Linked DNA regions of Sus scrofa: region 1 is linked to region 2. The links are chromatin contacts, called in public Hi-C maps. All regions are on one chromosome and are shown on one strand. The core of a region is the stretch at or near the end of the contact, and the rest is flanking DNA. Distances in the headings are between cores, read along the strand shown. Region 1 overlaps CHN1 (N-chimaerin). Region 2 has its middle 8.6 kb from the start of CHRNA1.

The links. A called contact is a pair of places that touch in the nucleus more often than the background predicts.
Region 1: a contact with region 2 is called in a Hi-C map of omental adipose tissue, with 2.3 times the contacts expected there. The contact joins two enhancer-like sites. A contact is called at or near these places in 1 of 5 promoter capture datasets (liver), 24 of 47 Hi-C or Micro-C datasets (adipocytes, alveolar macrophages, brain and 13 more) and 2 of 2 datasets of contacts at active chromatin or transcription factors (alveolar macrophages and skeletal muscle).

What each region holds. Positions count from the first base shown.
Region 1 is chr15:80,890,562-80,894,141 of Sscrofa11.1, reverse strand. All of the region lies in intron 2 of CHN1 (N-chimaerin), which reads left to right. Among named protein-coding and RNA genes, the nearest start is that of CHN1, 35 kb to the left of the region's middle. Within about 2 kb of position 1,836, at least 13 of the 83 cell types and tissues checked have an H3K27ac peak or open chromatin away from gene starts, as enhancers often do. A contact at or near this core is called in omental adipose tissue, where this site is marked.
Region 2 is chr15:80,699,065-80,702,711 of Sscrofa11.1, reverse strand. No RefSeq gene overlaps it. Among named protein-coding and RNA genes, the nearest start is that of CHRNA1, 8.6 kb to the right of the region's middle. Within about 2 kb of position 1,716, at least 24 of the 83 cell types and tissues checked have an H3K27ac peak or open chromatin away from gene starts, as enhancers often do. A contact at or near this core is called in omental adipose tissue, where this site is marked.

The sequences.
Region 1 (3,580 bases), core at 587-3,086, 190 kb before region 2:
ATATAACCGCTACCTATTTTCCTCTTGTGCCCCATCCCACATTTGATATTATATGTGTGTATAATTGTCATATATATGCCATCTATTGTCATATATGTATATTTATAATCTGTGTATAATTGACATGTGCATGGGGGTTGAAATCCTATCAGATAAATGTTGACTGAATCAAATTAGACAACTTTGACTCGGTATCAGATAGTCCCTTTTGTTAAACCGTTTATCATTCATCCTACAGAAATTGCTTAGTAGTTTAGGAAGTGTTCATTGAGGAGTGACAGAAAGGAATGTTATTTTTTGATGACTTAGGTTTATGGCATATAACATGTTCTGAAGAAAGTCTTTGAAAATCCTAACAGGTGACACCTACCTTTCTTTCCCTGAAAATTCCTCTCATGCCACATATCTCAGGAATCAAGTTCAAACATTTTTTTGCTAATAATAACAGCTAATTTGTCCAGCTGACTCGCCCAAGGTCAGACTCACAATTAGTAAGTGTAAGGGCTCAGATCGCCAGAGCCCTCACTTGTAACCACCACCCTGCACCGCCAGAACTGGGAGCAAAGTGAGGCGAGTCCTCATGGTCAGTGCTGCCACTCACACCAGCTTGGCAGGCAACGTGCAGTTCTTCTTCCTCCTAAGCACCCAGGGTAAAGCACGCAGGCATCTTCGTTTCTCTTGCTTGCATGATGTGTTCATACAGACACATCCCAGAACATTGTTTCAGTCATTAATTTTTTTGACCCTGTTAGATATATTATCAACTGCTCTAGAAGAAAATTGTGTTTTGTAACTGGGTTTTGAACAGCCTCAGTTGGTTCTCTACTGTCAGGCCAGAAGATCACAGAGCTCTGAGGAATCTAAAACACAAATAAATGTGTTTCATATACATATTTTCTGTTTTATGATCCAGCAAAATGTTGAGTCACTGTAGTTCTGTAAACCATATGTCAAGGCATGGACTGTGGTGGGAAGGAGGCATGATGATTGGACAACAGCCCGCTCGGCTCTGGAAAATACCAGTGAGCACAGTCATCCTCATCCAGCATTCTCTTCCTGAAACTTAGACTTTCACTTTGATGACCCCATATAGAAGAATTTGTGCTTGAGGGACTGAAGGGTTCCAGGCAAAAAATAGCATTAGGGTAATCCTGGATCACTAGGGAAGCTGTGAAAGCCCTCATAATTTTCTATTTATATGAGAAAAAGAATGTGTGTGTATATATATATGTATGTGTGTGTGTGTGTATATACATATATATATACACACACACACACATATATGTCTGGGTCACTTTGCTGTACAGCAGAAATTGACAGAACATTGTAAATCAACTATAATAAAAATCGTAAAAAATTATTTTTATATTCACTGATATGAGAAGACAGAAGAACAGAGAAAGAGCGTATCAGTTACTTATCATTCCTTGTATATTAGCATCTTTTCAGGATCTCCCTCATCCAGAATTTTGAGACTATGCTTGTAAATTCATTGTTTTCACTTGCTCTGGATTTACACATACCAAGAAGTTAAATATTCTGTTTCTGTCCTTCTATATGCGTAGCGGAGTCAGAGTTTTTCTCTGATAAGGTTATACAGCCTAATTCCTCACAGTCTCAACATTGAATATAATACATGTAGGTGGACTCTGTGACCTGACTTGATGGCCTCCCTCTCAACAGATCGGGAAAACCAGTTCTGAGATCTCACATCACTTCCTTTGCCCCAGCTTCCATTATTTGTTGGAATGGTGCATTGCTAAAACCAGGATTACTGCTCTGCCACCCACTTTATCTCTTTTTTTTCCCTTTCCAATCTTGCATCACACATTTTTAAATCATCCCTAACAAAAGTGAGTCATGGTTTAAATATTACAGGATGTAGAAACTTCAAGATTGTAGAAAGTATATCTGCATATTCTGGCAGGAATTCTCATCTTAGGAAAATTTGAAGTTGGAAAGGAATGACTGTTCTTGACCTTATAGAACTCCTTCGTAAAATGCATACTAAGTGCCTTTCTTGTCACTCATCTCATCAGGATGAGGCAGCCTCAGGGCATACCCCACTATGGGCCTGAGATAAGGCACTTCTAATGCGGTAAACACTCTATCTGGACATAAGGACCACAGAATATCCTAAACATTTCTTTGAAAATTGTACTCAATTTTGAGATACAGGGAAACCAACAGCAGCAGGAAGACTTTGAGAGCATCACGCGGAACCACAAGGGAAACCAGCTTGTCTCTGCTCTCCTTGGAAGCTGGTCTTGAAGCTCGATAGACATCCCAGGACTTTCATTGTCCGTTCTTCAGCCTAGTGGTAGTTATTGTACACTGGTGAGCTGCACTTGATGTATGTCCTCAGACATCTGATTCTGCTTTGAGACATTCTCATTTTCCTTCTGCTCACATGAACCTCCTTAGATTGCCTTTCTTCAATACCCAAGCCATGTGACTTTGTATTTTGGCTCCTTATTGCTTTGATGTTTTCTAAGTTGTTACCTGGCTTTGCACTCTTTGTCCTGCTTCTACCCCAGTGTGCCTTTATTAGTGTCAGTGATGGTTAGGAGCATGCAGTCAGGAGTCTCGTGATCTTGGCTCATGTACTGGCTCTGCTGCTCATGACTTTAAACAAATGCCTTGATCTCTTTCAAGTACTGATTCTCTTACCCATAAAATGGTGATAGTAATAACACCTGCTTTATAAGATTGTTGTGAGGCATAAATGGAGTAAGTGTCAGTATTTAACAAGAGCCTAGCACATTGTAGGTGTTCAGGGCAACAGAACTTACTTCTGTCTCCTAGTTATTGTTTTAGGCCAGTGGTTCTCAAACTCTTAAATCCCAGGACCCATTTATATATTGAACATTATTGAGGAATCTAAGGAGCATTTGTTTATGTGGGTTATATATATATACATGCATATATGTGTGTGTATATGTATATATACATATTGCCATTTACTATATTTGAAAATAAAGTGAGAAATTAAAATTTTATCAATTGATTTAAAAACAATAAACTATTACATGTTAGCAGAAGTAACATATTTTATAAAAAAATCACTAATTTTAAAGTATTACATGTTAGCAAAAGTAACATATTTTATAAAAAAATCACTAATTTTAAAGTGGGAAGAGTGGCACTCTTTTACCATTTTTTTCAGTTCTTTAATGTCTAGCTTAAAGAAGAAAGCTCATATCTGCAATCATCTGTTGTAATATGTTGTTTTGATTGGAGTGTATTAAGAAAATCTGGCCTCATACAGATAAGTAGTTGGAAAAGAGGGAAGTATTTTAATAGTCTTTTCAAGTAGTTGGATATATTCTTTGATAGGACAAGAAAACTTGACAAGTGGTAGTTTCCAAAGGTCAGTTGTAATGTTGGCTCTAAAACCATGTTAGTGAACGTTGTGTCCTCTGTTACATTAAACTCTACTGGCCTGTTCTGTATTTTGATTGAATCTTTTACCCATGTGTGATTTTGTCCTATCATGCATTTGTCTTTTCAAAAATAATTGCTCATTGAGTTATATAAGTCTTCTAAAAGTTAACATGTTTCACGAGTTCCTGTCTTGGCT
Region 2 (3,647 bases), core at 467-2,966:
CCCTTTAAGAAAACCTCTAACTCAAAGACCAAGTGGGAGTGGATGTGAAGCTTGTCACCTTCTCCTTTGCTTGGTGCCCTGACATAAACCCTTCCTTTGCTGCAAACACCTGCTGTCAGAGTTTGGCTTTCTGCACTTTGGGCACACGAGCCCTTGCTCAGTTACATTAAAATGACAAGCAAAATAGTGCTTGAATAAAATTCAGTCTTGGCTAGCCAACTTCAAAATCTAGCTAGATTAGTATGGCACTGACACATTTTAATTTGTTGTAAGACCCTCTATCACAAAAAGAAGGTAAAACTCCATAAATATTCAAGCACATCTATACTCTTTCCCACTGAACTGCAGAATACTAAATCATTCTGTCAGCTGTTCCCTAACATTCAAGCCCCAGCCTTCTAATCTGTAATTAGCTAAGTGGTCCCAAGACCAAATTACATAGTGCTTAAGAGTATGAGGCAGAGGATCACAGCGGATCTCGGCACTTGGCAGATTTACTCCACACGTTGTGGGCTGACGCTAAAGAAACCCGTTCATGCATTTATGACTTTCTAGGTTTGGGGACTAAACTAGAGCGTGCTTGGATTAGTCTCACGGGTGATATCCTCATAGGACATTCCAGTGATGTATCAGAAGCCTTTACTGAATTCTTTTTGATCCTTCAGCAAATTTTTAACTGAAAGGATTCCGAAGGCTTTACTTCTTTTGGAAAAAGGGCTGACCCCAAGATGAGTAGCTCTTTGATATGCGGCCACTTCGTAGCGAAAGGAATGTGCAAGTCTTTGTTGGAAATTTGTACAAGTGGTTAGGGGACAACTAACACCATTGTCCTAAAGGACAGGGGAAAGGAGAAGCGAGACCTGATTAAAAAACTCCAGCAGTATGTTGAAATTTCTTGTATTCTCTACTTTATCATTATTCTGAGAGCCTTGACAAGCTTTTCTTTTGGGCAGTTTTTTAGGAGAAAGGATTGTCACTCATCATTTCCACTGTGTCATGAATAATAGTAACCACCCAGCTGGACACAAGGTTTCAAAGGCTACATACAGGTGCTGATTTGATTGCGTTTCTTGCACGAATGCAATTCATTTCATTGAAAGACAGTAGAAAGATTCCACGGTGAAAAATGCCTGAGAGGTTGAAAAATAATGTTTAAGTAACCTCTTCGCCAATGCAATGATTGTTTTGAGGAAAATCATTAAAAAAAACAAAATTTAAAAATTTAAATTATCTGTGTCTCTGCTGAGCTAGATATGATAAAATACTATAATGTTAGTGCAAGTTTTTTTTTTCTAGAGTTCATTATTAATTTTATTTTTTATCATTCCTGTCACTGTGTCAACAGTGGAACATTCTTGGTCCAAATTAAAACTAATTAAAAGTTATTTAGGGAACACAAGTGCATAACAATGTTTAACAGTTAGCACCTCTCAGAATAGAAACTCAAGCAGCTGACAAAATGAAATTGAAAAACATTCATGGTTTTGACTCTTCAGAAGACAGCAAAGACTGACGTTTGCTTATGTAACCGTTATAAACCCAGGATCAGACATTGTCCAGGCTTGGACCCAGCCCGGCAGAAACATATAATTAAAACAATTCGGATCATTTCTGTGTCTTGCAAAAATGCCAATGGTAGGAGTGGGTTTTAAATCTCCAGCAAAGCTCCCTAACAACGCTGTTTGGGCTCCTCTCTCTCTGACCAGCTCTTTTGCTTCTCTCCTCGCTGATTCAGAGACCCAGCCTGAGCTTTTCTCTGTCCACTCCCTCTTTCTCTGCCCTAGTTCTTCATTTGGCATTCAACTTGGCCTCCCCAGCTTCTTCAGTTTTCCTTCGGATGGCTATGACCCAGACTCTGCCCAACAAAGAAGAGTTCAAAACACGCCCTCTGTTACAGACAGAGGGTGGGAGAAGGACATGCTCAATTTTGCATCAGATTCTTTTTTTCTTGACTTTGTGTCTATCCCAGAGAATGTGAGAAACTGTTTGCAGAAGGATTTTGTCACCAAGGCATTTCCTGAATTAATCAAGTGCTTAGACTCCGGAGCTGCAGGGGCCAAGGTCTTGCTTCAGTTCCTGCTAACCATGCTTTGTCTTACAGCACACTGCATGCTTCTACCACCAGGCACGGGTCAGAGTGAACCCCAGAATCGACATAGCTTGCAAGGCTCAGAACTTCTCTCTCCTTGTACTTTATATAGTACATAAAATCTTTCCTTTAGAAGGAGATGTTATATATATTACATATACATAATTATATATATGATTAAATATATAATAGGCATATACCATATGATTATATATAGTTATAGTTATAATTATATATAGTTATAATATGTATAAATTATATATTTATATAGTATATATCACATTATATATTTATATTATATATTTATATATAATGAGATATATATATAATTTTTTATATATATAGTGCAAAGTACAGTTTCTCTAGATGACGCAAGTTTGGGAGGGAATCAGCACCACCCCAGGCCACTTCTCCCCTCAGAGGGGTGTCTTTGAGCACAGTTGGGACCATGAGCACCGTAGTGGCCAGAGCACCGTATTTGGAATCATAAATATCTTGCCCCTGTCCTGGGAAGCTCTGCTACTCCCGCCCTAAGTGAGCTTGGATGCATGAACATACATCCACCCACTGGGTGGCTGTGGGCATGAAATGGTAGCCACCTGGGTCTCAGCAAACGGTGGTTTCCTCCTTACCACTAGACTCAAGGGGACAAAGGAGAGAGTCGAGGTGGATGGGGGACGAATGCGTTCCAGCCCCCGGAAAAAAACAGCACCAAGATGGTATGGATCCATGGTGAGTGAACAGCAACCTGTTCTGTGTTATAAGAAGCATGTCTGTAATCCAATGATTACAGATCCAATAATTCCTACAAAACTGTCAGCCTGAATTGCCTGGCACTGAGCTTGGGTGAAAAATGGTTGAATCAAAAGAAACTCATTGACCATTTCAAACGGACGGAGACAGCGGCAAAAGCAGGTCAGTTGGTGTGAAGTGGATAAAATTTCAGAGCCTGAAGAAGTCCAGATTTTCAGGTGAGTTTCATTTGACCCTTGAGCCGTCCAGTACGGATTCCTGGGAACCGTAAACTGTAAAATGGACCTTTGCGGGGCGGAGAACTTACCCCTCTGTCCCTGGAACGCATCTGAGGCCCCTACCTCCCATGTTTCTGGTGGACCTGAGCCGCCCCATCCCCTCCGCGGTCACGTCAACGACCCACTGCTGCCACCTGCTGGCCGCTGGAAGGAGGCACTCAGCGCTGGGAACAGGACGCTTCGGCTAAAAGGCTTCTGGGAGATGCCCCAAAATATAGACACAGCCTTGAGGGTTTTCTCCAAAGACGTAAGCTTGGGGGGATCCAGAACTATTCCATTGACTAAGCCACACAAGGAGGTCGACTTTTATAAAAGTACGACCCTTCATTCATGCATTATCTATGAAGTCTGTTACAAACCAGGTACCTGAGAGGCACTGGGGCGATTGTCATCCCGCATTTTACCCCCGAATGACGGGATCGGTGTGAACTTCTCCCCATGCACTGAACAAAGCTTTACATTTTTTCATTCTGTCGTGAAGTTATTAACCGAATGCCTACTGTGCGACAGACTCTGGGCCAAAAGCT